Regions from separate parts of the Mus musculus genome. Here regions 2, 3, 4, 5, 6 and 7 are each linked to region 1. Evidence: chromatin contacts called from public HiCAR-type and promoter capture Hi-C data. All regions are on one chromosome and are shown on one strand. The core of a region is the stretch at or near the end of the contact, and the rest is flanking DNA. Distances in the headings are between cores, read along the strand shown.

Region 1 (3,669 bases), core at 23-2,522:
TGAGTTTTGTCGTGTAGCACACGAACCAGCCATATAATCTATGTTCCTCAAGAAAACTGTGAGGACTGGAGAGGTGGCTCAGTGGTTCTTCCAGAGATCCTGGGTTCAATTCCCAGCAACCATGTGGGATATAATATAAGAATTTGGTGCCCTCTTCTGGCATGCAGGTGTTACATAGAGATGGAGCACTCATACATAAATAAATCAATCTTTAAAAAAAGAAAACGCTGTGAAAATCTTTATGGAGGCGAAAAGCTAAATTAGTGCACACGGTTCTAAACAGAAGTCCAATTATTTTCAGGATAAATAACAATTTCTAAAGAAACTAAAGGCGACTTAGGGAAAACAGACACAATCCAAATCTTGAATATCGGTCTGCTTCCAGCAGCTCTAACTCCCAGCTCTAACTTACAATCTTCCTAACGAATAACACACTACTTCTGTATACTCGTCCCCGGGTTTCCGTAGGCTCTAACAATTCCAGCTTACTTGTGGATGAACTCGTAGCCAGACATGATGTTGCCCAACTGATCTGATCCGCCCAGTTGGACCCGGCATCCATAGTGCTGGAAAAGGTAGTAGAAGTCATAGGCCTGGAGCACCTGGTAAAAGAACTCCGCCAAGCTCATGCCCTCGGGGCTCTTGAGACGCGACTGCACGCTCAGCCGGCTCAGCAGAGTGCCCATGCGGAAGTGGCCGCCCACCGTGGCCAGGAAATCCACCAGGTGCTGCTCCTGGAACCAGGCCGCGTTGTCCAGCACCGTGAAAGAGCCCCAGGGCCGGCCGTCCGCGAAGAGGCGCGCGTGGTTGGCCGCCAGGGCCTCGAGCCCTCGCCGCAGGGCGTGCGCGTTGGCCCGCACGCACTCGGCGCTCAGCGCCTCGCGCCCCTTGGTCCGGCCGCTGGGGTCCCCCAGGAGGGCCGTGGAGCCTCCCACGAGCGCGATCACGTTGTGGCCGGCTCGCTGGAAGTGGAAGAGCCCCAACAGAGTTAGCAGGTGCCCCACGTGGAGCGAGTCGCCCGTGGGGTCGAAGCCGCAGTACACCGTCTGGGGGGACGAGCCCGCCCTGCGGCGGTCAAAGAGTTCGGGGAGCTCTGTCTTCGTGCCGCTCTCGGGGAAGAACTCCTTGAACAAGCCGCGGGCCCTCGGTGCCACCAGCATTCCCCGCGCGCCCGGGCGCACCGCACGCGACCCTCGTAGCCAGACCAGGGACTGCGGAACGCGGCACAGGCGCCTCAGCATGGGCGCCGCCATCTTGCGGGACACGCAAGGCATGCTGGACCTCTGTCGCCCTGCGACCGCGGGCGCCTCGGTGTCTCTCTACGCATGCTCGGGCGTAGCGGGAGGCCTGTTAGGCTTTGGTGCTGTAGGCAGTCCTGGAATGTGGACCGACTGAGTTCCGTCTTGCGGCCCCCGCTGTTCCTCTATCATTTCATTCCCGTTTTCTCAGTGAGGATGTCGTGATAGTACTTCCTGTCTCACAGCTGTGGTGAAAGCACTTGGCGGTGTAGTAAGCGCTCGACAAATGTTTACTGTCGTTTAAATGATCATGCAAAAGCTGTGATGCTCAAGTCCCATAAGTCTTGGACCTGTAGAAAGAACTCGGAGTGGAGTGGAGACGAAATTTCTTTGTACCAGTTTCCCCAGTTAATGAGAGCCTCGTCACAGTACAGGCAGGCAGGCAGGCGCGCGCACACACACACACACACACACACACACACACACACGTCATTAGTGGGTGTCCTGAAGGTGGCAGTCTCCTCCTAGCAAGAGGAAAGTCAAAACAGGAAAGAACTCCCTGTGTTTAGTATAACAAAAACTGGAGTCATTCAAAGTCATAACATATTAGGTGCTTTTAGGAATCCTCTCACCAGGATGAGGACTCTCATTTGCAATTGTATGGCAGGTGAGCCAGCCCCCAAGTCCCATTGTAGATTCTGACTAATTTTCTTTAAACATTTTAATTAGCGTACACAAATTGTACAAAATAATGAATTTATTCTGACATTTCCATATATGAGTAGACGTGGGCCATACTTTCAAAACTCCCTGATTTATGTGGAGTAGCATTATTGAGAATGTGCCATTTGTGGCCATCACCTACCATTGTGAGAGAAGTAGGGGTTATGGAGGGAGACAGAGAACAATTGAGCCAGGAGTAAGTTGCAGTAGAGGTGTGCTGGCTAGTTTTATGCCAAGTTGACAAAGTTAGAGTCATTGAGGTACTTAAACTGAGAAAATGCCCTCAACCAATGTGGCCTATGAACAAGCCAGTGGTGATCAGTGATTGATGTGGAAGGGACCAGCTCACTGTGGGTGGTGCCTCTTGATAGGTCCTTTCTCCGGTAAAATGAGCCAATTCAAACCAGATTAGATTATAAAGCAGATTTACTGTCCCCCTAGAATTGAGGCCAGGGGGGGTCGCCATGGGGGGGGGGAGAAAGGGCTTGTGGCAGGGGGTGGGGAGAGAGAGAGAGAGAGAGAGAGAGAGAGAGAGAGAGAGAGAGAGAGCAAAATGTGTAGATTGTATAGCAAAGAGCGTCTGAGGGAAGGGCAGCCCATCCCCTGGGCTGGAATGTACAGGGTTGGGGATAGGGTATGCCAGGTAGAGACTTAGGGATGCTGAGAGAACCTGGAAGCCAGATCTGTTTTCATATGTAAAATATGCACCTGAGTCTCTTGTCCCAGGGTCCCAAAAGAAACACCACCCTTGGTGGTCCTGGGTGCTAAAAGAAATCAGGCTGATCAAACAATGTGGAATAAGCCAGTATGTAGCACTCCTTCATGACTTCGGCTTTAGTTCCTTCAGGAGTCTTTCTGACTAGAGTCCTTGCCCTGACTTCCCTGAATGACGAATTATAAGCTGTAAAGTGAAATAAACGCTTTTCTTCCCAGGCCATTGGTCATATTGTTTTATCACGGCAATAGAAAGCTCAGGCCAGACAAGAGTCATTCAGTATCCCAGAGGAAGTCAGGAGCTGAGATTTCCTTCCATAGTCTTCCAAACTGAAACAAGGAGGTAGGCTGTTTCACTTTATTACCGGCTAATCTTTAAATATGGAATGCTCTTGGAGAGAAATCCACACTTTGGGCAAGCCTTTTGACTAAGAGTCATATGCAGAAGACAAACAACACTCACGTTCCTGAAAGAGGATCCTGACCCATCCCCAGACCATTAGCTACAGATCTTTCCATGTCCTAATACTAAGGTATTTGAAGAAGACATTTATTTTAGTGGGTTATAAATTTGTTATTTTGATTAATCAATGTATTTGCTCATCTAATTATCAGTGAGTTTAATTTCTCATTGCCAGTAATATTGTAATATTACTGGTAATATTCTCTAATACTGGTAGAAAATAGCTAGAGTGTTCTCTCATATTGTTACTCAAAATATCTTTAAAATTCTAGTCAGAATCTGTTGATCTGCACTTTGATCAGAGACAGACTGTAAGATGCATTGCAGGAAGTTCTGAAAGCCTAACAGATACTGTACTTAATATTGGGAAAAATCTCTCACTTGCAAGTTTGGGTTAATACAACAAATACCTACGTATTGTGACTTTAAAGAGCAGGGCAACAGTTGGGTATTAGAAAGTATGACTTCATATCTGCACTAGCTTTAGTACTGCTTTTCTTTTCAAAGAAATGCTGTTGTGACAGCATTACA
Region 2 (3,960 bases), core at 255-2,754, 2.6 Mb before region 1:
ACTATCACGGATCCAAAGTCGCTTGTCTCCTGTGCACCACTGGCCCCAATCTTAGTCATCTGAAGCCCCAATCCTTACATTAAACGTGGTTCTTTCGTGGTCCTCCGTAGGACCTGAGCCCAGGCCCTTCCCATTCCAGGATCGCAATAGCCCGAGTGGGGGCACTGTCACAAACTCCAGGCCTCAGAAAGGGCAATACAGCCAGTAAGTATCTCATGCAGATTCACCGAGCCGCTGAAAGGCCACAAGGGGGATGTCGCCCCAGTTTCATACTCACAACCATCTGAGCACATACTGGATGGTGAAGCCGGATGGCAGCACCAGGTCGGTACCCAAGCCGGCTCACCAGAGCCAGGCATCCCAGATTAAGGGTGGGCGGCGCAGGACACAGCGCCATTGCCTGAGGCAAAGGCGGACTTCGCTGCAACCAGCCCGAAGCACGTGCCCGGGCTCGCCGGTGTCCCAGAGCCGGGGACAAAGTCTGCTCCTGCCCGTTCTGCAGCTCCAGCACCCGGCACCAGCGTCTGGACAAGGTGGGCAGGACTTGAGCACCGCCGCAAGCCAATCCCAGACCCCACCCCGATGCAGGTTCGGCCGCCCACGACTCCTGCGTGCACTCACCATTGTGGTTGACCCAGGTTGGCTTCAAGAGCTTCATTGTTCGGCCGCTGCCGGGCTGAAGCCAGAGCCGTGTCCCTCAGCACGCCTGGGCCATGGAGCTGCCGCAGCTTCCTCCCGCGCCGCCCGCCCTCCGGCCGCCGCCCACCCTTGCCCTCAGCGCCGCCGCGCCATCGCCGGCCCGTGCCCCCAGCCGCCGCCACAGCCGCCTCCTGCGCTCGGCCGCCGCCGCCGCCGCCACAGCCGCATCCCCTGCGCCGCTCCTCCTCCGGCGGCTCCCGGGCAACGCCGGAAGTCACGGCGCGCACCTGCCAAATCGCCCCGGCGGGAAACCGCTCCCTACGCGGACCGGGCCGCCTCGGTTCTTCGGTAGACAGGGGGGGGAGGACGGGGATACTCCGCTGCCACTGATGTGGTCGCCGATGAGGGTCGGTGTGAGCAGGCTGGCAAAGCCTTGAGATCCCGCCCGGCGATGCAGAACCAGGGTGGTGTGCAGATCTCTAGTTCTACCTCCGCGGCTCCGAGTCCAGCTTAGTAACTAGCTTCCGCCATCCATCAATTCGCGCTATTGGGCATCTCGCGAGCGCCAGCCGGGCGGGCGCCAGCATGCATCTAGCGGCAGACGGCAGCGGGCCCTGAGCTCGATTGCATGCATAAAAGAACTAGGCTGGTGAAGGATAGGGGGCCAGACGGGCGCATTTATTAGAAGAGCGGGGCGTTTTCATAGATGTAAACACATAGGCCAGGCGGAGCAGAGAGCAGGAAAACACCGCAGCATCCACAGAAGGCGGGACGCCCGCAAAAGGGCGCGGCGAAGCCACCGTTGCTTGCCCGGGGCGGGGCTGCGTCGGGGGCGGGGCCAGCTGCGGGCCCGCCTCTCGGAATCCCAGACCCGCGAGTTCCGGGCCGAGGCCTGCCAGACCCGACCGGGTACCTCAGGTCGGACCGCCCAGGGGCGTGCTCCCGGAAGCTGCCCGCCAGCGGGTGGCGTGAAAAACTATGGCTACCGGGGTGATGCTGTGTGCTGCGCGGGCTCTGCGGCCTCGGAGCTGGTGAGTGTAGCCGCGGGTGGCAGAATACCCAGGGCGCGTGCGCGGGCTTTGCCCCGTAGCTGCTCGCTAGTGCTCGCAGATTATTTCTGGGCATGAGCCTACCGCATCTGTTGCGGATGAAAATCCGAACTGGAAGTGTACTCACTTAACAGGCTATTTGCCTAACAAGTGTGAAGCCTAAGTCGTGCTTAAGTGGTGGCCTACTCCTGCAACCCCAGCACTATGGAGGTGGAGGCTAGGTCAGAAAGTCAAGGTCGTAACAGCTGCATACAAACCTGGCTATATTACACCCCATTTTTAAAAAGAAGAAAAAGACGCCGGGCGTGGTGGAGCACGCCTTTAAACCCAGCACTTGGGAGGCAAAGGCAGGCGGATTTCTGAGTTCGAGGTCAGCCCAGTCTACAAAGGGAGTTCCAGGACAGCCAGGGCTTTACAGAGAAACTCTGTCTCAAAAAAACCCAAAAAAAAAAAAAAAAAAAAAAAAAGGAAGAAGAGCAATGTGTTTTTAAAAATCCAAGGATATGTTTTATAGAAGGGACGTATAGTACAGTGGGAGGGGGTACTTTACTCAGTGGTCCACACTGAAGCATCCCTCCTTCCTTCCTCGAGGTACCAGTCATATACTAGACAGGTCTAGTATAGAATAGAGTTTATTTGTGGGTATGGGAAGGGGAATTGAGAAGAGAGTAGAGGCAGAGAAAGAGAGGGGACAGAGAAGGGGAGAGAGAGAGAGACAGAAAGAAACAGAGAGACGGAAGAAGAAGGAGAAGAAGAAGAAGATCCTGCCAGAGCAAGTAAAGGCTCTGCCCCAGTGAGAAACAGAGTTCTGTAAATTCCTCACTTTGACCTTGCTGGCCTAATACAAATGAACTAGACATGGTGGAGCAGCTGAGGCAAGAAAATTGTCTCAAGTTGCAAGATAGCCCGAATTAGGGAGACTTTTGTCTGAAAAAAATACAAAATAGATACTTACAAACATCCTCCGGGTTTTAGGAAGACCTATAGTTATGTGTATGTGCCTTCTCTTTCCCCAGATCTTTATACATACCCTTCTCTCCTTCAGGATCCCTGGAACCTGCCAGGCACACGTCAGACACACCCACCAGAGAGCTTCCTTACTGGCCTTCTGGGATCTCATCCCCATGAGGTAAAATCCAGCATAACCCTTAGCTCTTGGGGTATGAGAAACACGTGTATGCATATGACCAAAACAAAGCAAGAGTGCCCAACCTTGGGTTAGCAAGCAGATTTCAGTCTGTGGAACTAATAGTTAAATTTAAGTGGATGCCTCTGTCCTTTGAAGGAGCTCTGTACTATGATAGCATAGCATATATGTATTGCTACTTGAGTAGTTTAAATAAGTAGCAGCTAGATTTAAGGAGTCTTATGTGTTTCAAAGGGCATATCTTAACTTCTGTATTTCCATAGGCCTTGCTCTTCCCTGCTCATTCTGATTCACTGAGTGGGAGAAAGGTTCAAAGACTAATAATAGTTACTCTAGGAACTTTGGATGCTTTCTTGGGGCTTTATTTAGTTTATTGCTAAAAGGTTTGCTTTAAGGGTTTTTTTTTTTTAATGTTTATGTTCCTGACATATGTATACACATGTGTTTGGGGTGCCCAAAGCCAGTCAGGGGTTATAGCTCTCCTAGTTACAAACAGTTGTGAGCCCCTGATGTGGGTTCTGGGAACCAAACTCCAGTGTTTAAGATCTGCAAGCACTCCTTGTAACTCCTAAGTCATCTCTCCAGCTTCAAATTTGATTATTCCTAATGCCACATTTAGCCTGGGAAGTGTGTTCCTAAAAGTAAATCAGATACTTGCCAAAGCTTTAGGACATGGCTAATTTTGTAATGTGTTATGTCTACATGCATGGTGCCCACAAAGGCCAGAAGAGGGTCCCAGATCCCTTGGAACCAGAATCAATGATGGTTGTAAGCTGCCATGTGAGTGCTGGGAACAAAACCTAGATCCTCGGCAAGAGCAGCAAGTGTTCTTAACCACGGAGCCCTCTCAACACCCCAGAAACTGATTTAAAAAAAAAAAAATCTGGCAGTCATTTTTACTGTCCTGTCTCTTTTAGTCTTGAAGCATTTTGTAAATCACAAATTCATTTCAAATGTGAATGAGCTTTTACTCCCTTAGTTCAGCACGTTCACTTCTCAGGGCAGCTTTAAGATACACCTGAATCACAGACTGGCACTTCCAAGCTAAGAATGTAGCTTGGTTTATTGGATCCTTGCCTAGCATGCACAAAGCCTTAAGTTAATCCCCAGCACCAGAATACTGGG
Region 3 (3,911 bases), core at 670-3,169, 2.5 Mb after region 1:
AGTCTGGGCAGACCCAGGTGGCACCCCAGGAACCCCCTTGGCCAAAGTATGGCTCTTAGAAGCTTTATCAGTTTCAGGAGTTTGAGAGGCAAGAGGAAGATTCTGGAGATGGCTTTGTTGGGCCAGAGATCCCTGGATTTGGCTCTGAGAGGTCATGGGTACCACGGGGAAACTGTCAGAGGGCATGGGCACTAGGAAGTGGCTCTGGCTTTCTTCCTGTTCCAGAGGGTAGATCTGAGAGGCCACACTGATCTTAGAGCGCCCCTGAGAGTGGGGGCCCAAAGGCACACAGCTTTCAGAAGATACAGAGGGCAGGATTTGGCTCTGAGAGGTCACAGGTACCATAGATAAACTGTCAGGGATCACCAAGAGATGGCTCTGGCTTTCTTCTCGTTCCAGAGGGTAGATCTTAGAGGCCACACTGATCTTAGAGCGCCCCTGAGAGTGAGGGCCCAAAGGCACACAGCTTTCAGAAGATACAGAGGGCAGGATTTGGCTTTGAGAGGTCACAGGTACCATAGATAAACTGTCAGGGATCACCAAGAAGTGGCTCTGGCTTTCTTCTCGTTCCAGAGGGTAGATCTGAGTGGCCACACTGATCTTAGAGCGCCCCTGAGAGTGAGGGCCCAAAGGCACACAGCTTTCAGAAGATACAGAGGGCAGGATTTGGCTCTGAGAGGTCACAGGTACCATAGATAAACTGTCAGGGATCACCAAGAGATGGCTCTGGCTTTCTTCTCGTTCCAGAGGGTAGATCTTAGAGGCCACACTGATCTTAGAGCGCCCCTGAGAGTGAGGGCCCAAAGGCACACAGCTTTCAGAAGATACAGAGGGCAGGATTTGGCTCTGAGAGGTCACAGGTACCATAGATAAACTGTCAGGGATCACCAAGAAGTGGCTCTGGCTTTCTTCTCGTTCCAGAGGGTAGATCTGAGTGGCCACACTGATCTTAGAGCGCCCCTGAGAGTGAGGGCCCAAAGGCACACAGCTTTCAGAAGATACAGAGGGCAGGATTTGGCTTTGAGAGGTCACGGGTACCATAGATAAACTGTCAGGGATCACCAAGAGGTGGCTCTGACTTTCTTCTCGTTCCAGAGGGTAGATCTGAGAGGCCACACTGATTTTAGAGTGCTCCTGAGAGTGAGAGTCCAAATACACATGGCTGTCAGAGGACATTGCCATCTGAGAATTGCTGTCAGACGCCAAAGGGTAGGTCTGCGAAGTCACTGAAAAGACAGGTTGACTCCTAGAAGTACAAATGGAAAGACCGGTGTGGACAATGCCCAGAGGCAGGCTCTTAGAGGTCTGGACTCTGCTAAACTGATTCAGAACAGCCTCAGGCTTCGCTGAACGGAACAACGCTCTGCCACCCGAGGTTCTGGCGTCGCAGTTCCTTTCTAGCTGCCCCGGGTCCGTAGAGCTGATGCTACTGATCCGCTGGACGACCCGCGGGTGGAGTCGCCGCCGCCGTCGCCGGCGAATCCGCTGAAAGGTGTCGGAGACGCTCCTAAGGGTCAGCGAGAAGCGACGGCTGCCGCTACGGTGCACCCCGCTCTCGCGGGGCGAAGTCCCCCTCAAGGGGTCTTCCGGGAGCGCCTCTATGTTGCCGGTGTACCAGGAGATCCACCACAGGAGACTGACGAAGATGATGATGGAACCCAAATAGAGCAGCATGTCGTAGAACAGCAAGTTGGCGAAGACGCCAGTGAACAGCACTGCCACACCCACCGCGTCGAAGGCGACGCCCAGCCAAAAAAAGTGACTGCAGCGACCCAAGGGCCCGGACTGCATCTCCGCCAAGTCTGTGTTCTTTTGCGGAAGCTCCGAGAGGCTCAACATCTTCCACGCAAACCCCGCCAGAGGACACCAGGCCCAGGGCGCTGCCACAGGCGGGCTTTAGACACTCTCCATGGCAACGCAAGGGGCGGGGCGGGAAGCGGCATTCTGCTCCACACCAGGAAACTGGAGCGGGCCAAGGGAGCTGCGCGTGCGCACGACGACCTGCTGAACCTTCTGCGTTTGCGCCCAGTGCTAGCCCGGGCAGCTTTTCTCAGTCTGGGATCCTTAGGTGTATCAAGAAGTAGAATTTATGGGTAGGGGAGTGGGGGTGGGTGGGTATGGGGGACTTTTGGTATAGCATTGGAAATGTAAATGAGCTAAATACCTAATAAAAAATGGAAAAAAAAAAAAAAAAGAAGTAGAATTTATGACAATGAAACTAGCGGTACCTGGGGCGAGAATCTTCTTGGCCTCAGGTGCAGTTAGCATCTAGTGTTGTTAGGTCTGTACTCCCATCTTCTCTGGTGACTGTTGATAAACTTGCCCAAGGACCTAATAGACCCCATCGCGTGTCCGTCCGTCCGTCCCCCCCCCCACCCCACCCCCCCACCCCCCCACCCCCCCCACCCCCGCCAACCAACCATGTATTGTAGAGGCTGGGAGGGAGAGGGTAGGATGAAAGGAGAAAAAGGTTGACCTTTATGTGTGTGTTTGATGGATTTTAAAACATTTGGTACATTTTAAATAGATTTAGGCCTGTAGTTCAGGCCACATTTACTTAGGCCTATAGGCACACGCCACTATACTTGGAGAAAACTACTCTTAAGCATTTTCAAACGTATAGATAGAAAATTATAAAGGAATAAAGAATGATAGGTTGTCCCTACTTGGCCTGAGCATTCAAGCAATACAAATTGGAATCAGAGGGTTATTAAAGTGTTTTTTTTAAAAGATTTATTTATTTATTATATACACTGTTGCTGTCTTCCGACATTCCAGAAGAGGGTGTCAGATCTTGTTACATATGGTTTGTGAGCCACCATGTGGTTGCTGGGATTTGAACTCAGGACCTTTGGAAAAGCAGTCAGTGCTCTTAACCGCTGAGCCATCTCACCAGCCCCTATTAAAATGTTTTTAAAAAGGTCAGACATGATAGTGCAGGACTTTAGTCCTAGCACTCAACAAGCAGAAGCAAGCAGATCTCTGAGTTGGAAGTCAGCCTGTCCTAACTTGAGAATTCCAGGCCAACCAGGACTATACTGTGAGACCCTGTGTCAAAATGAATGGATGAAAATAAAAAGACCTGAAGGTGTGTCCAGGAAGTTGGAAGTGGATATAATCAAGAAATCTATGTATAAAATTGTCAAAGAATAAAAAGTTAATAAAGTATAAAGATAATTAGAGAAAACAATATGGCAAATGTTCATAATTATAGAATATAGATGAAATAAGTATAGGTGTTCATTATTCAGTTCTTTCCTGTGTTCTTTAGGCTTGACATTTTTCAAAATAGTTGCAGAATTTTATTTTGTAATTTAAATTTTAAGTTATAAACTTATAAACATGAGTAGCAGGTGGGGATGATGGCTCAGTAGCTAAAGACTTGACAGCCTGAGTCCAGTCGCCAGGAGCCACGTGATGGTGAGAGAGAACTGACTTCTGCACATTGCTGTCTGACCTCCAGATGAAAAGAAATAAATCTCTCCCCTTTGGCTGCAGGAGTGTTCAAGGCTGGCAACCAGAATTATCTGCCTAATGATAAAGGGTGCAGCACCATGCCATACGTAGACCGCAAGGTGATAAGCTGGAGTTATCCTTCGTCAGATCCTTTGAAATTAGCCCAGTTTAGCCTGAGGCAAGTCTCTATACTGGAATTAGGAAGGCTTAAATTTGAGTTTCTGACCTGAGTTGAGATCTTTAACCTCCCTTAGCTTTGATCTCCTCTTCTGTAAATGAGAGAACAGGTGCCTATAAGGAGGCTGTGACATGGCCAGTAGATGATGCTATACTGAGAAGTACTAACAGTTGCTCACTGCCAGAGTCTCTCAAGCCATTTCCATTTAGGATCCCTTTATGTGTGAGAAATTGTTACATCACTGTAGGTATATAAACACACACACACACACACATAT
Region 4 (4,023 bases), core at 1,091-3,590, 2.4 Mb after region 1:
TCTGGTTTACTCTTGGAGAAAAATCTCTTTTTAACATTTTATCTATTATTTTTATGTGTTTGATGTTTTGCCTGCATGCACAGTCGAGGCCAGAAGAGTACATTGGATTCCACTGGGACTAAAGATTATGAAAGCTGTGAGCTGCCATGTGAGTGTTGGAAATTGAATCCTGTTTTTAACTGCTAAGCCATCTCTCTAGCCCTCAAGGAAATTCTTACTTCACTGTGATAGCTTACACCACTTGGGAGACAGGAGGATTGCTTCAAGTTCAAGGCAGGTCAGTCTACAAATGAACAGCAGGACAGCCAGGGCTACATAGTGAGACCCTAACTCAAAAATACTAATGATGTAAACATTCACCATATACAAGCCATATGTCTGTACAGGTTGAGTCTATTTGGGGGTAGCGGTGGGATGTTGGTTTGTTTCTCTATGTAGACCAGGCTGGCCTAGAACTCACAGAGCTCTACCTGCCTCTGCCTCCTAAGTGCAGGGATTAAAGGCATGCACCACCAGGCTTGGCTTGAATCTACTTTTTAACTACTTGGAGATAATGTTACATTTATGAGCTTCTTTTTTTAAATCTTTATTACATTTTTATTTTGTGAGCTCTTGTGTGTGTGTGCATGTGTGCCACATGCAAAAGTCAGAGGACAACTCCAGAGTTGTTACTCTTTCCACTGTGAGTCTCAGGGATCAAACTCAGTCCGGGCTTAGTGGTAGAGGCCTTTACCTCTTAAGCCATCTCTACAGCCTGTGCACTGTTTTTGTTTGCTTGTTTTTATTTTGCTATTTGCTTACAAAAAATTGTGAGTGTGTAAGCACGCATATGCCAGTCGGAGAGCATCTTGCAGGAGATGGTTCTCCCTGTCCATCAGACTTAGTGGCAACCACCATTACCATCAGCACCTTAGCTGTTTGGTTTGGAGTCACCAAGCCAAGTTGTTTTGGACTTCGGCATCTCTCCTAGTCTAGCCTCCAAATCATGAGGTGGAGGAGGAGACACTTCTTGTACCTCTGCCTAAAAAAAATAAGTCTTTAATAATATTGAAGTGTTCAGAGTTGTAATGTACCAGCACAAATATTGATGGATAGTTATCTGAATACACATGTGATAAAAAAAAAGAAGAAAATAGCAACTAATCTAGCTAATGGGCACATGACTGTTCACCGAAATTCTTTTGTCCTTTCTACAGGTTTGGAAATTTTCATAACACATTGTTTTGTTCAAGCAGGAGCACATCAGTTTTCAGTCTTTGAAAGGCACCATTTCAAGCCAGGCGTGGTGGCATACTCCTTTAATCCCAACACTCAGGAGGCAGAGGCAGGCGGATTTCTGAGTTCGAGGCCAGCCTGGTCTACAGAGTGAGTTCCAGGACAGCCAGGGCTGTACAGAGAAACCGTGTCTCGAAAAACCAAAAAAGAAAGGAAAAAAAAAAAAAAGGCACTATTTCATCACTTTTTTTTTTTTTTTCCAGTTAACTGGAGAGTCACTCAAAAGCAGCACACACGATTTCTTTGCTAGGAAATGTTAACAACACAAGCAGGCCATTTATCCAAATACAAAGTAGAGACCGCCTGCAGATAATTACTACACTGACAACCCGACCCAACCTGGGGGTTTGGGGGAGCATGCTGCATAAGAAATAGAGAGGGTAGGGATAGCTTTGTGGTTTTTAGCATCATCAGACTTCTGTGCAGGAAGTTTCACTGACCACAATGGTGGTAAGATCCCATTTCACCTACCCATCAGTAGTGGAGCAATGTAGGAAACAAATCCCACGGGCTCTTACTCACTAAAAACGCACTACCCCCACCTAGCGGGTGTGAAGCGGGAATAATGAGGTGTACTGCCGGGCTGCAAGGGACTAAACCTAAAACGGATAATAATGACCTCCATATCAAATTTCTGCTCTGATATAAAATGGAAAGGCAACAGACCTACTATTATCATTATTATTACCCATCCTCCGACAAGCCATCATTGTGACATGAGGGAGGACGCCAGAACAGCGGCCTCGAATTCCTTTCTGTCTGGACTTCTGAGGAAAGAGCTGACAAAATACATCATCCCGCGCATGCGCAAGGGTGAGCGCTGGTCTTAGGCTGCTAAGGTAAATAACTACTCCATTCCTGACCGGTGTTGACGGCGGAGGACTTGAAAGCCTGGCTTGGGCCGTGCAGCTGAGTCGATAGTATTTTACCTGGTGGATATCTCATTGCGACGGTCGTCACAGGCTTCAAGTTGGACCGCCCTATAGACGGGGTTCTTGCCACCAAGCAGCGTTAGGACCGGCCGGCGTGACGCCCAAGTACGGAAGCCTAGAAGGCCCCGCCCCGGGAGGCCCCGCCCACCCGACGGGCCTAGCCCCGCCTTCAGCAAGCCGCAGGATACCTGCGGGCCGCGCTGCGGGGCAGCTCCTCCTCCTCTCCGCCCCGCCGGCTGCGGGCGGGGAGGACGTCAGCGCTGCCAGCGTGGAAACCGCTGCGGGCCGCGGGAGGCGGAAGTAGTGCCCAGCACCGCGGGCCCAGCACCGGACGCCTCAGCCATGGACGCGTCCCTGGAGAAGGTACGGAAGGAGCGGGCGGCGCTGTGGTCCCGGGTCTTCGCCACCGGGGCGACTGGTTTCCCCGTAGGACTAAGGAGTCTCGTTGGAGGAGGGCGGCCGGGCCGGGCCGGGCCGGGCCACGTCACGGGGCCCGGTGGCTGAGGGGAGGTGGGCCCGGCGCTGTCGGAGCCGGCTTTGGCTTTACCGAGGCTCGGCGTAGGACCCGGCCTGAACCCGCGCTGGTCCTGTAGGGTGACAGGAGCAATCGGTGTGGGCCCCAGAAGCGTACGGGAAGAAGTCCTAGTTGTCGCGGAGGCCCCTGCAAAAGCCACAGATGTTCAGTGCTTTCCAAGTTAGGAGACAAATTGTAACTTTTGGCGGGCGTAGGAATCACCTGGGGACCTTGGTGAAAACATGGCTTTGCAGCCTCGGGTCTCAAGCTCGGGTGGGCGGGAACTCAGTTTGTAGAGTTTAAGAAGTTTCCCCACGTGATTCCGATGCTGTAGCAAGCAAACCCCAGACTAGAACCCCTGGTATCCAGAAAGGGTTGGGTATTCTGTAACTGGTGAGTTTATTTGGGGGCTGGGAAGAGGAGGTGGTCCCAGCTGGTCTCACTACGTTTGGGTTCCTCTTTCTGAGTGAGAATCATGAGAGGACTTCAGGTCAATTCCAAGTCCATGGGAACCTGTGTCTAGCCCTGCTCACCCCTTGGGGCAACAGCAGCTTGATGGATCTGGCTACCTACTCGGGCATGTTAAATAGACTCTAATTGTTCCCATCTAAGGGCTGGCTATTGAGAACAAACAGGTCCTTGGGTTTCTTCATGGACTGTGCTTTCAGTGCCTAACGTTCTGTCCTCCCAGTCTTTTCTCTCTGTCCCTTCTCGAAATTCTGCTTATCCGGTATGATGTAAAAACCTAGCTTTCCCTACAAGTGAAATCAATCCTTCCTTCCATCCTCCCCACCAACCCTCGCCCCCTTCTTCAATCTCTCCTTGTTCAGTCCCCGGTTTTGTGAAAGTAACCCTGGCTCTTCTGTAACTCTCTGTAGACTAGGCTGGTCTCGAACTTAAAGTGATCCTCCTGCCTCTGCCTCCCAAACTGCTGATATTACAGGACTTGTTGAAAGCAGTAATTGTAGAAATTAAGCCAGATGTCTTCATGTGCACACAGTGGCATATCTTGCTCCTCGGCTATTTCAAGTATAAATTGGGTGGAAAGCAATCAGAGAAAAAGATGTTTTTTTTCCTTGATTCTTCTGACGAGCATAGTGTCGACTTTTTGGTACCATGAGCTTCACTTGGAATGGCGATTCTCAACTTTGGGTTAGGTTTGTTCCCCAGGGACATTTAGCAGCTTTTGGAGGTGTTTTAAACTAGAGTCCTGGGAGTACAAGGGAGGTACTGCTGGGGCCTAGTAAGAAGAACCCAAGCATACTTTCGAGTATTCTCTGTTGCACAGGCTAATTCTGCACA
Region 5 (4,037 bases), core at 545-3,044, 2.5 Mb before region 1:
GGGCTATACAGCCAGACCCCATCTCTAACATGATCACATGATCATTATTACTTAATAAGCAAATAGGAGCCGGGCAGTGGTGGCACACGCCTTTAATCCCAGCACTTGGGAGGCAGAGGCAGGAGGATTTCTGAGTTCCAGGCCAGCCTGGTCTACAGAGTGAGTTCCAGGACAGCCAGGGCTATATAGAGAAACCCTGTCTCGAAACAAAACAAAACAAAACAAAACAAAGAAGCAAATAGGGGCCTAGTATGTGGGTGAATGCCTGTAGTCCCAGCACTCAGGAGATGGAGACGTCCAAGTTCAGAGAGATCCTGCCTCAGTATATAAGGTGGGAAGTGACTGAGGAAGATGCCTAATGTCAACAGAGGGTCTCTCTACATGCAATGTGTGCACATATATACACACGCATGCCACGCACTCGCACACACAAAGACTTTTTAAAAAGGCTTGTAAGGACTAGAGAGATCCCTCAGCAGTTAGAGGCTGCTTTCCAGAGGACTGGGATTCGGTTCCCAGCACTCAAACATCAGCTTACAACCATCTGAAACTACAGTTCCAGAGGACCCTCAGGCAGTAGATTCACATGGTACAGATAAATATGCAGGAAAAACACACATAAAATAAGAATAAAAGTACTTTAAAAACTATATAGAAGCCTAGTGGTTGTGGCACACGCTTTTAATCCCAGAATTCAGGAGGCAGAGGCAGACGGAACTCTGAGTTCAAAACCAGCCTGGTCTACAGTGAGTTCCAGGACAGCCAGGGCTATACAGAAAAACCCTGTCTCAATCACAACAACAAAAAAAAATAAATAAAAAAAAATAAAAATAAAATAAAGAAATAATTGCTTCTGTGTTCTGAGTTTCCCGGTGAATTGCTTCTCCATGACCCTGGCCATTTCTCTATTCAGAAACATCTTTGTTTCTTACACTAATTTATGATAGCTGACATATAGTTACAGACAGTTAAGTTTCCAGTCTTTTGCTTTCCGCCATGTTTTTTACTTTCGCCATGTCTACATGGCTATCTAGAGTAAGTAGAGGTTTCTTCACATCTCCCTCGAAAAGGTCCAGCAACAGCCTCCATACTTGTCTCTGTCCTCTACAGTACCCTTCACACTCTCAGGTCCAGACTGACCTGCCAAAGATAACTCAATTCACAAGTACTGGAACATTTTTAGGTGCTCTTGGACTCATTCTTATGCCCTCTATAGCCCACCCTCGTGCTCCAGACACGTTGGCTTTTCTCTTCCTCCGTCCTATCCCCAAGGGCTGGGTGAAGGCAAGCTTGCTGTCAAGCTGATGACTCTAACGCTATAAGGTTACTCTCTCCAAGCCTCTCTATACTTCCCTTCCTTCTGCGCCCCCCTCCCCGCGCCGCCCCACCCCGTAACTGAGGCTGTCTAAAGTCTCGTTGATAACGCAGTTTGGTACTCAGGAGAGAAACACGAGAGAGTTGCCCCAAGGATCTGCGCATACATCCACACCCAGCCCGCACCTGGGCCTCGGCGCTGCGGCTCTCCTCCCACTCGCGGCAGTTAGTCAGGTCGCGGAGCCACTGCCTGCAATCCGGCCGCTTGCCGTGGACGTAGTAGTGGTGTAGGACGTGCCCGACGCTGCGGCAGAGCTCCCACTCGGCGCGGTAGACCTCGCACGGCCGGGGAGGCTGCGGGGAGAGACAGCGGAGAGCGCGGGCAGCCCCCAGGGCCTGATCCCACCCAGCCCAGGAGCCCAGGAGCCAAGCACACTCACCTGCCAGCTCCCTGCGACCGCCATGTCCAGGCCCCGTGTGACTGACAGGGACATGAACCAATGAGCTCCAAGCAAACGCGCACTAAACAGGACGTCTGCACTGAGTGGCTGATAGTCAGAGGCCACACTACCTGGTGTCTAGCCGATGGCTTGGCTTCAAAGTCACATAAGGTATTAATTAGCATTCGGAAAAAACAGGAGTTCTGGTCAGTTCTCCCAGTTTTTTATTTTTCAAATCCGTATGTGGTTCAGTTTTTGAAGTACAGACTCTTGAACTCTTGAGTAACCCACCTGGCGGACTGAAATTGCAGGTATGTAGCCTGAGCATACACAGAGTGTAGGTGAGCTTGATTTGGTGTATGGAGAGGAGGAAGGCAGTGCAGGATGACTAAGGGTGAAAGAAGTTCTCCTAGAAGTGACAGGCTCAGGGTTGCACACCTTTAATCCCAGCATTCAGGAAACAAGAGCAGGGACATCTCAGTGAGTCAGTTCTAGACCAGAAAGGAATATATATATATATATATATATATATATATATATATATTAGTGAGACCCTGTCTCAAAAAGGAAACAAACCCAACAACAAAAACAATTTAAAAAAAAAAAAAAAAACCTAACTGGAGATCATAAGGTGAGATGACTCAGCTGTAGAGAAACTTGTGAACAGAACCAAGGACCCGAGTTTGATCCCTCCTAGTTTGATCCTTCTAGGCGACAGAAGGGACTCCTGAGCACTGTACTCTTATCTACACATGCAGTCACATTTTTATTAGTGCACTTGTGTGTATAACTATGTATGTGCAACACATATACTTAGATCATCTGGAACTGGAGTTACAGTTATAATTACAGGCTATGAGCCACCATGTGAGTGCTGGGAAGCAAACCTGGATCCTCTGCACGAACAAGTGCTTAACTGAGCTCTTTCCAGCCTGACCAAGTTAGCTAACAGAATCCTACAAATGAAAGCTGTCTTACTGCTAGGGAAACTGAGACAGCCCCATAGGACAGGTCGGGCAGGTTACCACAGCATTTATGCCTTCCAGAGCCACATTTGGCCAGTAATGATGTATGTGCCAGAGTTAGGAGCCAATTAAGTTTATGGATATTTCTAAGAGCAAATGGACACACTCTGGAACTACAAACATAGAGGGAAAGTGCACCCTCCATGAGGACCTTGCTAGGCCTGACCAGCTCCACTCCAAGCATCAGGGAGTGACATCCATCCCTACAGCCTCCACAAGTCTCGGAAATAGTCTCTAACGACAGGATGAAGTAGGGTGCTGCTGCAAGGGGGCCTTCCTATGACTTCTGGCTAGTGGCCCATACCACCAATCTACAACATACCATATCAAACTAGAGGCGAGTTTTAATCAGTTTATTTAATTCTTCAATAAGAATTATTCTCAGGGAACAAATTTTAAATAGCTGGATCAGCATGTCAAAAGACCTTACATCATACAAAGTGCAGATCTGAAGACAATAAAACAGTAAGAAAATGGGGTATGGGGGAGCCTCAGTGGCAGAGTGTGTGGCATGCTTAATATTCACGAGGTTCTGGTTCAATCCTAGCACTTGAAAAACAGACAAACCATCAGAACCTTGGGTAATAAATGTAGCGGAGGGCGGGCAGTGGTGGCGCACACCTTTAATCCCAGCACTTGGGAGGCAGAGGCAGGTGGATTTTTGAGTTCAAGGCCAGCCTAGTCTACAAAGTGAGTTCCAGGACAGCCAGGGAACTCTGTCTTGAAAAGCCACAAAAATAAATAAAAATAATAATAAAAAATAAATGTAACGGGGGCACGTTACTCAAGCATGTATTCATTCTGCCTTTCATATCTGGCTTCATCATGGAATTCACTGAGAGCGAGCAGATTAAAATGAGAGCGCTTTCATCTGGATGAGATCCCTTCTGAGTCACTGTAAATAAAAACAGAGGCCATCTTTGTCTGGTACTCAAGTGCTGGCCTGAGTAGCCATGATGGGCTAAAGACACTGCACCATGAACAGACATGGGGAAGAAGAGTGAGTCAGGAATCGGGAGCTGCTCTGCTGAGGCTGTGAGGGCCCTGAAGCTGGAGTTAGGGAGTGGAGGAGGCCACCACCTAGAGGACCCCAGCGCTCTCTCCCCCAGATCAAGCACACAACCTCCAAGTTCTGCTGCTTTGTATCCAGGACAAGCTTGATAGTTCTCAGGTAACTTTAAACAAACCATAAATAACAGAGTATCTCTGAACTTGTCAGAGCCAGTAACTGTAAGCCAGGTGCAATCGGATCTTTTAT
Region 6 (3,901 bases), core at 1,321-3,820, 2.6 Mb after region 1:
GTTCGAAGCCAGCCTGGCCTACAAAGTGAGTCCTCTTAAGACTGCCAGGGCACTGTTGTACAGAGAAGCTCTGTCTTGAAAAAGAAAAAAAAGTTTAAGACTATGGAGACTTAGCTATGGAATGAGTTTGAGATCAGCCACCTCTAAAGGAATAAATGAGAGTGTTCTTTTCAAGTTGGTAAAGAGTAAAACTGATTTGTGCTAGCAGAATTTACTTTCTAGAGAGTGATCTAGTAAAGGTAGAAACCTTTTTTTCTTCATTGTGATAACAGATACATAACAGAATTTACCATTTAAGATTATTTTTCCTTATTAAGACACAGCCCTGGGCTGGTGAGATGGCTAAGAACACTGGGAGCTCTTCCAGAGGTCTTGAGTTCAATTCCCAGCAACCACATGGTGGCTCACAACCATCTGTAATGGGATCTGATGCCATCTTCAGGCAGCAGATACATATGCAGGAGAGCACACATATATTATAAATAAATAAATAAATAAATAAATAAATAAGACACAACCTTTGTAGAACAGGTTTAGTCCTGAATTCAAATGAACTCTCCAGATGGTTGGATTGCAGGTGTGTCCCACCATACTTCCCCTGTTTGTTTGTAGACAGGGTTTCTCTGTGTACCCCTGGTTGTCCTGGAACTCAATCTGTAGATCAACCTGCCTCTGTCTTAAGCAAGAAGGGAGATAGATATGCATAGTATTTAGTGTAATGAAAGTTACGTTGTATTACGCTGAGGTTTATCACACAAGGTTCACACTAAGTTCCTAACTATGGTCCTAAGCCTATCTTCCCAAGGCTGCTCACCTGTGTGATGTATCTCAGCTGAAGATCAGGTCTAGTCTCTAACAGAAGTTTCTGAAGGTCAGCATCCTGGGGGAGATGTTCGAGCTCCAGGGCAGGTAAAGGTATCATCATTCCCGATGTGCAAAGCAGAGAGAGACACATACACACAGAGACAGAGAATAATTTCCAAAGTTCTGTGACCCTAGGTTACCCTCACTAATGCACTCTGTTAAAATAAAGAAGCAAACTGTATATATTTAGATATGAGAGGAAATAATCTAACAATGACTAGCTGGGACCAGCAAGTCTAAGGTTCTAGTACTTGTTCAGTCTCACAAGGCTGGATGTCTAAGTTGGTCTTTTGGAAGGAGGGCCTCAATGCCAGTGAAGGAATGGACTTCCTACAGGGTAAGCAGGCAAAGAGTAAGCGCTTCCTTCTTCCAGGTCCTTACATAGGCTGCCAGCAGAAGGTTGGCCCAGATTAGAGTTGTGTCTTCCTACCTCAAGATCTAGATTAAAGGTGTGTGTCTTCTTGCCTCAAGATCTGGATTAAGCATGTATGTCTTCCTACCTCAGAGGTCTGGACTAGAAGTGAATTCACTCACTGTAAATCAAGCAGGAAATCTCTCACAGGTGTGCCTTCCATTTCTGAATTGTAGCTTAGTACAGATATTGTCAAGTTGACACCCAAGAATAGCCATCACACGGGGTCTCATTTACTCTTTGGAGGATAAATATTGGAAAGATTACAGTTGTTAACAGCCAACTATCTAGCCCCTGTGAACACTTTATCTCTGGAATAAGCCAGCAGGGGCTGGCTAACAAAATCCTGAAACTCTTTGAGGTGAGCTGAATGTAGGGCTGGAGAGATGGCTCAGAGGTTAAGAGTACTTGCCACTTTTGTAGAGTGTTAGGTCACAAAGTAGGCTCCCAAAAATGGCTCTGCCTTTTCTGATTACCTAACACTCTCTGCTGCAGAATTTTGCTCTTTATCTCCATAGCAACTATCATGTTTCCAAGTAGCAAGTCTGATGTCTGCCTGGCTTTTTTTTTTTTTTCTTCTTATCCAAGTTTTACGCTGCAATGGGACAACCACCATGATTTGTCATCACAGTGTCTCTCTTCTACCAGAGTGGCATAGAACCGGAACTCAGTCAATATGGGGCATAGAGATGGTTCCGTGGGTAAGAGCACTTGCTGTGGAGTCATCCAGACTCATGGACAAATCCCCAGCACCCATGAAAAAAAAGCTAGGCACAGCCCTGCAATCTTGTAAACCCAGTGTTGGGAGTCAGAGACTGGCATTTTAGGCGCCACTCCGGCTGAAACAAGTTCAGTCAGTGAGAGAGACCCTGTCTCAAGGAAGGTGGAGAACAAGAACAGCCACGGGAGGTCCTTCTTTGCTTACTACTAGTGATCACCGACCGCCACACAAATGCGCACGTATACTTCTCCAACACTTTACCCCACAAATTAAGCAAGAATTATATATTTGTATATATAAAATTAATTTAAAAATTTTTAGACAGACTCTCATTATGTTCCCTAAGCTGGCCTCGAATTTGCAAATTCTCCTGCCTCATCCTTCTCAGACTGGAATTATAGACCCAGGGGAAACCAGTCCATATGTCTCTTGATCAACCAGGTTCAGGACAGGAAACTTCTCCAACATATGGGCCAGGCCTTGAGACTTTGATAGCAATGCCCCTTTTTCCTTTCTAGGCAGCCCGGAGGGCCCGGGCTCCGCCCCTAACGTGACACAGATCTGACGCAGGCGCAGCGGCGCGCGCTGTTTCCGGAAGTGTCCTGTGCTGTTTCGTGGCGGCCTCCGACATCCCCACGCTGCTTTTGCTGCGGAACTCTGCGCGTGGACCGGCGTCAGCCTGGGCGGGGCCAAGGTTCCGTCTGCGCCGCAGGATGGAGATAATCCGGAGCAGTGCGTGTCCGCCGCACAACCCCCATCCCTGTCCTCAAGCCCACCTAGCGTGCTAGGCCCAGACCTCTCGAGTTTAGCGGGGCCCGGGACAAGTCAGTCCCGCCGGGCAATACTTCCTCTGAAAAGCGGTGCTGCTGGTGGGACTTGTCGCTCTGCAAAGCGTGCACCTTTGGCATCCATGCCTTTCTTTTCCCTGCTCACCTGCTCAGGGCTAGCCCTTTTCAGTCGTGCATACTTTATCTAGTGACCCCTGGAGGAGGTGTCCCTTGTGGTCCTTGAACACTTATTCCGCTTCTCCGATGCCCCGGGAGCTCCTCCGGCCCTTTCTCCCATCTCCCTTTAGTTGGTGGGCAGGAAGGCAGGCCACCTGTTCTGAGCCTTTTCTTGGTTTCTCTGCAGATTTTAAGATTAATCTTCACAAAGTGTACCAGGCCATAGAGGAGGCTGACTTCTTCGCCATCGATGGGGAGTTTTCAGGTATCACTCCCTTGAAAGCTCTGGGCTTACACCTTGTATTGCAAAGGCTCCCTGCCTCCTTCCTCACTGGTCATGGCAAAAGCCTGGGAGAGATGTGGTTTTGTGGTTGGTCAGGGCGTGAGATTTTTGGATAGAGATTATGGTTCTGGTGCTGTTTAAACTAATTTAGGTGTATATGGTTAAAAAGCAGGGGGTTTAGGTTGAGGTCTTTTTCCTGTGACAAAATACACCTATCCAAGTTTATCATTTCGAAATGCACACACTACACACACACACAAATATGTATATGTATATGATGAGTGGAGGCCAGAGGTTGTTTTTGGGTAGCTTATGTTTAAAATAAGTTTTCAACGTGTTTCTCTTGTTGAATCTAGAGCTGGGTATTTTACTAAGATGGCTGGCCAGCAGGCCCCCCGAATCTGTCTCTCCTACAAGATCCATGCTGGGGTTACAGGTGCCAGGATGACAGCTGTGGGGTCCTGTTACTGTGTGCTGACATGCTCAGTTTTTATATGGTGAAGGTCCAAACTCAGGTCCTCGTGTTTGCATGGCAAGCACTTTACGCTTCAAGACATTTCCTAGCTCTATTGCATTTGTTCTTAAGTGGTTTTGGAATTTGGTAGCATTAACTACACTCATGTTGCTGTCCAGCTGGTATCCTCCAGTTCTGGATTTTTTTTTTTTTTTCTTTTTTG
Region 7 (4,044 bases), core at 179-2,678, 2.5 Mb before region 1:
ACCCACCCGAAGGCTTCTATTCTCAAGCCCACGTGCACACCAACATCCCCCACCAATAAACTGTTCTTCAGTTACTAGTACACAAGTTTTCAGTCTTTTTTTTTTTTTTTTTTGGTTTATTCGAGACAGGGTTTCTCTGTATCGTCCTGGCTGTCCTGGAACTCACTTTGTAGACCAGGCTGGCCTTGAACTCAGAAATCTGCCTGCCTCTGCTTCCCTAGTGCTGGGATTAAAGGCGTGCTTCAGTCTTTTATCTTTTTCTTTAAGTACCAGAACTGTGTGACTCAGTCTTAGGTGCATAACCCACAAAGCCCTTTTTTGAGCCATGGGGTTGGGGGGTGGGGGGTGTGTGCTCGTCAAAGCATCTTCACCTATGCCATCCATCTAACCTACTGCTTCTCTCTGGAACATAAACAACGTACATGAAGTATGCAACACCCGAACGGTATCCTTCCAACTCAGCCACCAATGAACATGAGCTTCTATCATCCATGTTACTTCCTTTAAAGCTTTTATGCCTAACACATCAAACACTCAGTGCTGGTTATGTAAATGAACTTAGACAGGGACTTACTGTGACACTCAGGATAAAAATCTAATAATCACTTCTTGTTTTTAACAAACAAACAAATGGCACGGAGTCAACACTATATACAGGAGTGATGAGACATCACTGCAGCCGGATGGACTTGACTTCCAACCTCTGAGCCTCACTTTCCTGAGTACCACCTCTCTAAGTTTTAGTTCTACCGGTAAATATAATAACTACGTACCTATGTTCCATGGGGAATGCAGGAATTAAATAAGTATACGTTGATAGAAAAAAGGCGCACTACATATTACCTATTGTCGTTATCACAACGTGATGAACACAACGTGACATACAGCCTAAGACATGATTTCTACTAAATAAAAGGTCAGGGAACTTTGGCTGAGCTTAATGTCCTTCGTTTTCTCCTCCCTCGCGCCACTCCCCCAAGAAATCTCCAGTTAACTCCGAGTTCATGGAAACTTGTTGCGTGTCGAGCACTTATGAGAACTATCGACATAAAGTAGCAGGTTCCTTTTTACTCTCGGGGCTGCTGTCCCGCCGAAAGGCATTCGAGTCATGACTCGGACAAGCTAAGAAGAAAAGAGGTGGCTCGTAATTATGGGTCCCACTTGGGACAGAAGCTCTCGGGACAGTGTCGGGGCCCGACGCAGGCCCGGGTGACTCGGCACCTCCGCCACCAGGTCCAGGCCCTCCCTGCCAGCTCCAGGGGCAACTCTGGCATCATCCGGTTCGCGATCCCCGGTCAACTCACCATGACTGACAGCGTTTGGTGATGCCGCTTCTTTTCCTGAACCTTACAATAAAAACCCACAGCTCCCTCTTTGCAGTCCAGGCCACTGCTCTGAAACCCAGAAACCGCGAGAGGCTCGCCGGAAGTGACGGAACACCGCAGGGGATGGGGTACGGAGGCCTGAAGTCAGCGGCGGAAAAACAGAAAGTCATGGGAAGGCCTGAGGTTTGAATATTACTTAAAGTAAACATTAAAACACTTGATAATTGATTTCACAGGATAGCGACTGTTTATAATGTTTAGATAGTACTCTCTTCCAAACAACTTGATAGGAGCCGTTCTCCTTACGGACTACAATACCCAGAATGCAGCTAGAGTTTCCGGCGTTGATCCCGGCCATCATGGATTCGGGCGGAAGTAATCTATAGCTCACTCTAATTCGACGAACCGTGTATTGGAAACTTATTGGAAACACATTCAAATAATGTGTGACTGAATTTACTTTATGTCTAAGAGTATATTGTTTTCTAAGTATGCCAGGGTCAGATAATAGACCTTCCTTCCCGAAGTAAAGATGTCTGCCAAACATAGGTGGTTTTGGGTGACTGGACGTTAGCGTCAACACCGGCAACAAGGTTCGCAGCCTGAGGAAAGATGTTTCATTTTTTGAGGGACGGGCGGGTCTTATCCAGCTGCGAATAGCAGAGCATTATTGGCTGTCCCCAGTAGGAACCAATCAGAAAGGAGGAAAGGCTAAGAATTATTGGCTGCTGGCGTGGACCAATCAGAAGAGCTGTGATTTGGCGGGAGTCTTGACGACCTCCGGGGCTGTCCGTGTCTCAGCGCCAGTTCTAGGTATCCGCCGCTGTGGCTATGTTCGTGACCGATTTCCGCAAGGAGTTCTACGAGACGGTCCACAACCAGGTGACTCCCATTCCACGATCCTGATCCAAACCTTATCTGGGGGCTGGGGAGAAGAGGGCGAGTGTCCGTGGATGGGCCGGGAGGTCAGAGAGTTGCCACAGAGTTTAGCGTCCCTGTGTTCAACTCATCTGTCCACGTTTGCTTCTACAGAGGGTCCTTCTCTTTGTGGCCTCGGACGTGGATGCCTTGTGTGCTTGCAAGATCCTCCAGGTGAGCTTTGAATACCTTAGGAAGGTAGGACAGGAGGGAGAGGTGACAGATCAGGGTTGGCCCCAGCAGGGGGTAGGTCACAGAAGGGGAGGGACCAGAAGGAGCAGGCAGGAGGTGAGGAACCCAAAATATCCTCTCTGACCTATACTGGAGCTAGAGAGAAGTATAGTGCAAACAGTGAGACAAGTACGTAGTGTTTTATACAGTAACCCAAGTGAAAATGGTTTCACTTCTGAAATCTTTGAATTTGTAAATGACCTCTCAAAGATGGAATTTGAGAGAGGAGATGTGACAGTGGGGAGTGGTATAATAGGGAGTGCAGGAAATACAGGAGCCCCGAGTCTATTAGAGAAGATTGTTAGTTTGGGCTCTGACCATAGTGTGGTTTGTTTTTTTGTTTTTGTTTTTTCAAGACAGGGTTTCTCTGTGTAGCCCTGGCTGTCCTGGAACTCACTTTATAGACCAGGCTGGCCTCGAACTCAAATCCATCTCCCTCTGCCTTCCGAGTGCTGGGATTAAAGGCGTGCGTGCGCCACCACACCCGGCTCATAGTGTGGTTTTTACAATGTGCTGGGGTTAGGAATTTTTCAGAACCCCTGTAATTAAAATTAGGGTATTTTTTTTCTCTTAATGTTTTACTTTGGCACACTGTACAGATTCAGATTGAATTCTTGCTCACAGCCTTGCCACGTAGCTTCTCCTATTGACCTTTTACCAAACAGCATATCACATAGATCTTTGTCTCAACTCAACTAGTCTGCTTCTGGTGATTGCAGGTAAGTTATCTTTAATGAGGGTTTCTGACCACATGCTCTCTCTCCAGGCCCTGTTTCAGTGTGACCACGTCCAGTATACGCTGGTTCCGGTTTCTGGGTGGCAAGAACTTGAAACTGCATATCTTGAACATAAAGAGCAGGTATGAACTAATGAATTGGAGAATAATTAGGCCACTCTACTCAGTGGCAGGTTCTTAATACTTAGCATTTGTCCAGTTCTGAAGTAGGAGAAGGGTGTTTTTGAAGTATCAGTTTTATTAGGCTTAAAGTTATGGTGGCGGAATCAACATTTGCCAAGGAACCACCAATTTAAGGTAGGTTTGAACTACATCTAGCAAGACTGAGGCCAGCCTGGGCTACACGACAAGATCCTGTCTCAAAAATAAAAACAGTTTAGTTGTGGGCAGCACCTACTCTGACCTCACTTGTTGTTTCCATTTATTTATTTATTTTGTATCCCATATCAGCCTCCTTCCTCCTAGTTACCCCCCCCCACAGTACCTCCTCCTATTCCCTTTTCTGAGAAGGAGAACCACCCCCCCTTACAGGGTGTTACCCCCCCCACCCCCACCCTCCCAGCTCATCAAGTCACTGCAGGACCTCTCCCACTGAGGCCAGACAAAACAGCCCAGTTAGGGGAATGGAATCCACATAAAGGCAACAGAGTCAGAGCAGCCCCCTCTTGAGTTGTTGGGGATCCACGTGAAGATGAAGCTGCACTTGCTACATATGTGTGCAGGGGGAGTGGGGGGCAGCAGGCTAGATCCAGCTCATGCTTGCTCTTGGGGAGGGGGTTCAGTCCTAACCTCACTTATTTCATTAGGATACACTACTGCTCTATGTTATCTCTA

Evidence for each region. Promoter capture Hi-C pulls out the DNA fragments that hold promoters and counts their contacts. HiCAR-type assays count read pairs that join an accessible place to other places.
Region 2: a promoter capture Hi-C map of liver shows a contact between it and region 1, with 8 times the contacts expected there. The contact joins the promoter of Mrpl40 here to the promoter of Yars2 in region 1. A contact is called at or near these places in 2 of 39 promoter capture datasets (both in liver) and 2 of 9 other capture datasets (adipose tissue and liver).
Region 3: a promoter capture Hi-C map of liver shows a contact between it and region 1, with 6 times the contacts expected there. The contact joins the promoter of A930007A09Rik here to the promoter of Yars2 in region 1. A contact is called at or near these places in 2 of 39 promoter capture datasets (liver and pre-B cells).
Region 4: a contact with region 1 is called in a HiCAR-type map of astrocytes, with 4 times the contacts expected there. The contact joins the promoter of Pdxdc1 here to the promoter of Yars2 in region 1. A contact is called at or near these places in 2 of 39 promoter capture datasets (cranial neural crest and liver), 1 of 115 datasets of contacts at active chromatin or transcription factors (astrocytes) and 1 of 9 other capture datasets (liver).
Region 5: a promoter capture Hi-C map of liver shows a contact between it and region 1, with 4 times the contacts expected there. The contact joins the promoter of 2510002D24Rik here to the promoter of Yars2 in region 1. A contact is called at or near these places in 2 of 39 promoter capture datasets (hippocampal neurons and liver).
Region 6: a contact with region 1 is called in a promoter capture Hi-C map of liver, with 6 times the contacts expected there. The contact joins the promoter of Parn here to the promoter of Yars2 in region 1. A contact is called at or near these places in 4 of 39 promoter capture datasets (hippocampal neurons, liver and pre-B cells), 2 of 484 Hi-C or Micro-C datasets (both in CD4 T cells), 1 of 115 datasets of contacts at active chromatin or transcription factors (astrocytes) and 1 of 9 other capture datasets (adipose tissue).
Region 7: a promoter capture Hi-C map of liver shows a contact between it and region 1, with 10 times the contacts expected there. The contact joins the promoter of Ufd1 here to the promoter of Yars2 in region 1. A contact is called at or near these places in 3 of 39 promoter capture datasets (erythroid cells and liver), 1 of 484 Hi-C or Micro-C datasets (CD4 T cells) and 1 of 9 other capture datasets (adipose tissue).

What each region holds. Positions count from the first base shown.
Region 1 is chr16:16,300,568-16,304,236 of GRCm38.p6, reverse strand. It overlaps Yars2 (tyrosyl-tRNA synthetase 2 (mitochondrial)), which reads right to left and starts at 1,272. Exons shown (of 5, transcript NM_198246.2): 1 at 490-1,272. The coding sequence starts at 1,253.
Region 2 is chr16:18,874,181-18,878,140 of GRCm38.p6, reverse strand. It overlaps Mrpl40 (mitochondrial ribosomal protein L40), which reads left to right and starts at 1,504. Exons shown (of 4, transcript NM_010922.2): 1 at 1,504-1,670; 2 at 2,734-2,817. The coding sequence starts at 1,618. Hira (histone cell cycle regulator) reads right to left here and starts at 1,391. Exons shown (of 25, transcript NM_010435.2): 1 at 622-1,391. The coding sequence starts at 658.
Region 3 is chr16:13,752,572-13,756,482 of GRCm38.p6, reverse strand. It overlaps A930007A09Rik (RIKEN cDNA A930007A09 gene), which reads right to left and starts at 1,919. Exons shown (of 1, transcript NM_001357954.1): 1 at 1-1,919. The coding sequence starts at 1,839.
Region 4 is chr16:13,901,462-13,905,484 of GRCm38.p6, reverse strand. Pdxdc1 (pyridoxal-dependent decarboxylase domain containing 1) reads left to right here and starts at 2,340. Exons shown (of 23, transcript NM_053181.3): 1 at 2,340-2,570. The coding sequence starts at 2,550. It also overlaps a transcript of Mpv17l not described here.
Region 5 is chr16:18,834,337-18,838,373 of GRCm38.p6, reverse strand. 2510002D24Rik (RIKEN cDNA 2510002D24 gene) reads right to left here and starts at 1,794. Exons shown (of 3, transcript NM_001033164.2): 1 at 1,755-1,794; 2 at 1,501-1,668. The coding sequence starts at 1,778. It overlaps Ufd1 (ubiquitin recognition factor in ER-associated degradation 1), which reads right to left. Exons shown (of 12, transcript NM_011672.4): 12 at 3,113-4,037.
Region 6 is chr16:13,666,839-13,670,739 of GRCm38.p6, reverse strand. It overlaps Parn (poly(A)-specific ribonuclease (deadenylation nuclease)), which reads left to right and starts at 2,570. Exons shown (of 24, transcript NM_028761.3): 1 at 2,570-2,729; 2 at 3,129-3,206. The coding sequence starts at 2,711.
Region 7 is chr16:18,809,678-18,813,721 of GRCm38.p6, reverse strand. It overlaps Ufd1 (ubiquitin recognition factor in ER-associated degradation 1), which reads right to left and starts at 1,428. Exons shown (of 12, transcript NM_011672.4): 1 at 1,305-1,428. The coding sequence starts at 1,307. It overlaps Cdc45 (cell division cycle 45), which reads left to right and starts at 1,750. Exons shown (of 19, transcript NM_001358206.1): 1 at 1,750-2,207; 2 at 2,358-2,417; 3 at 3,241-3,333. The coding sequence starts at 2,157.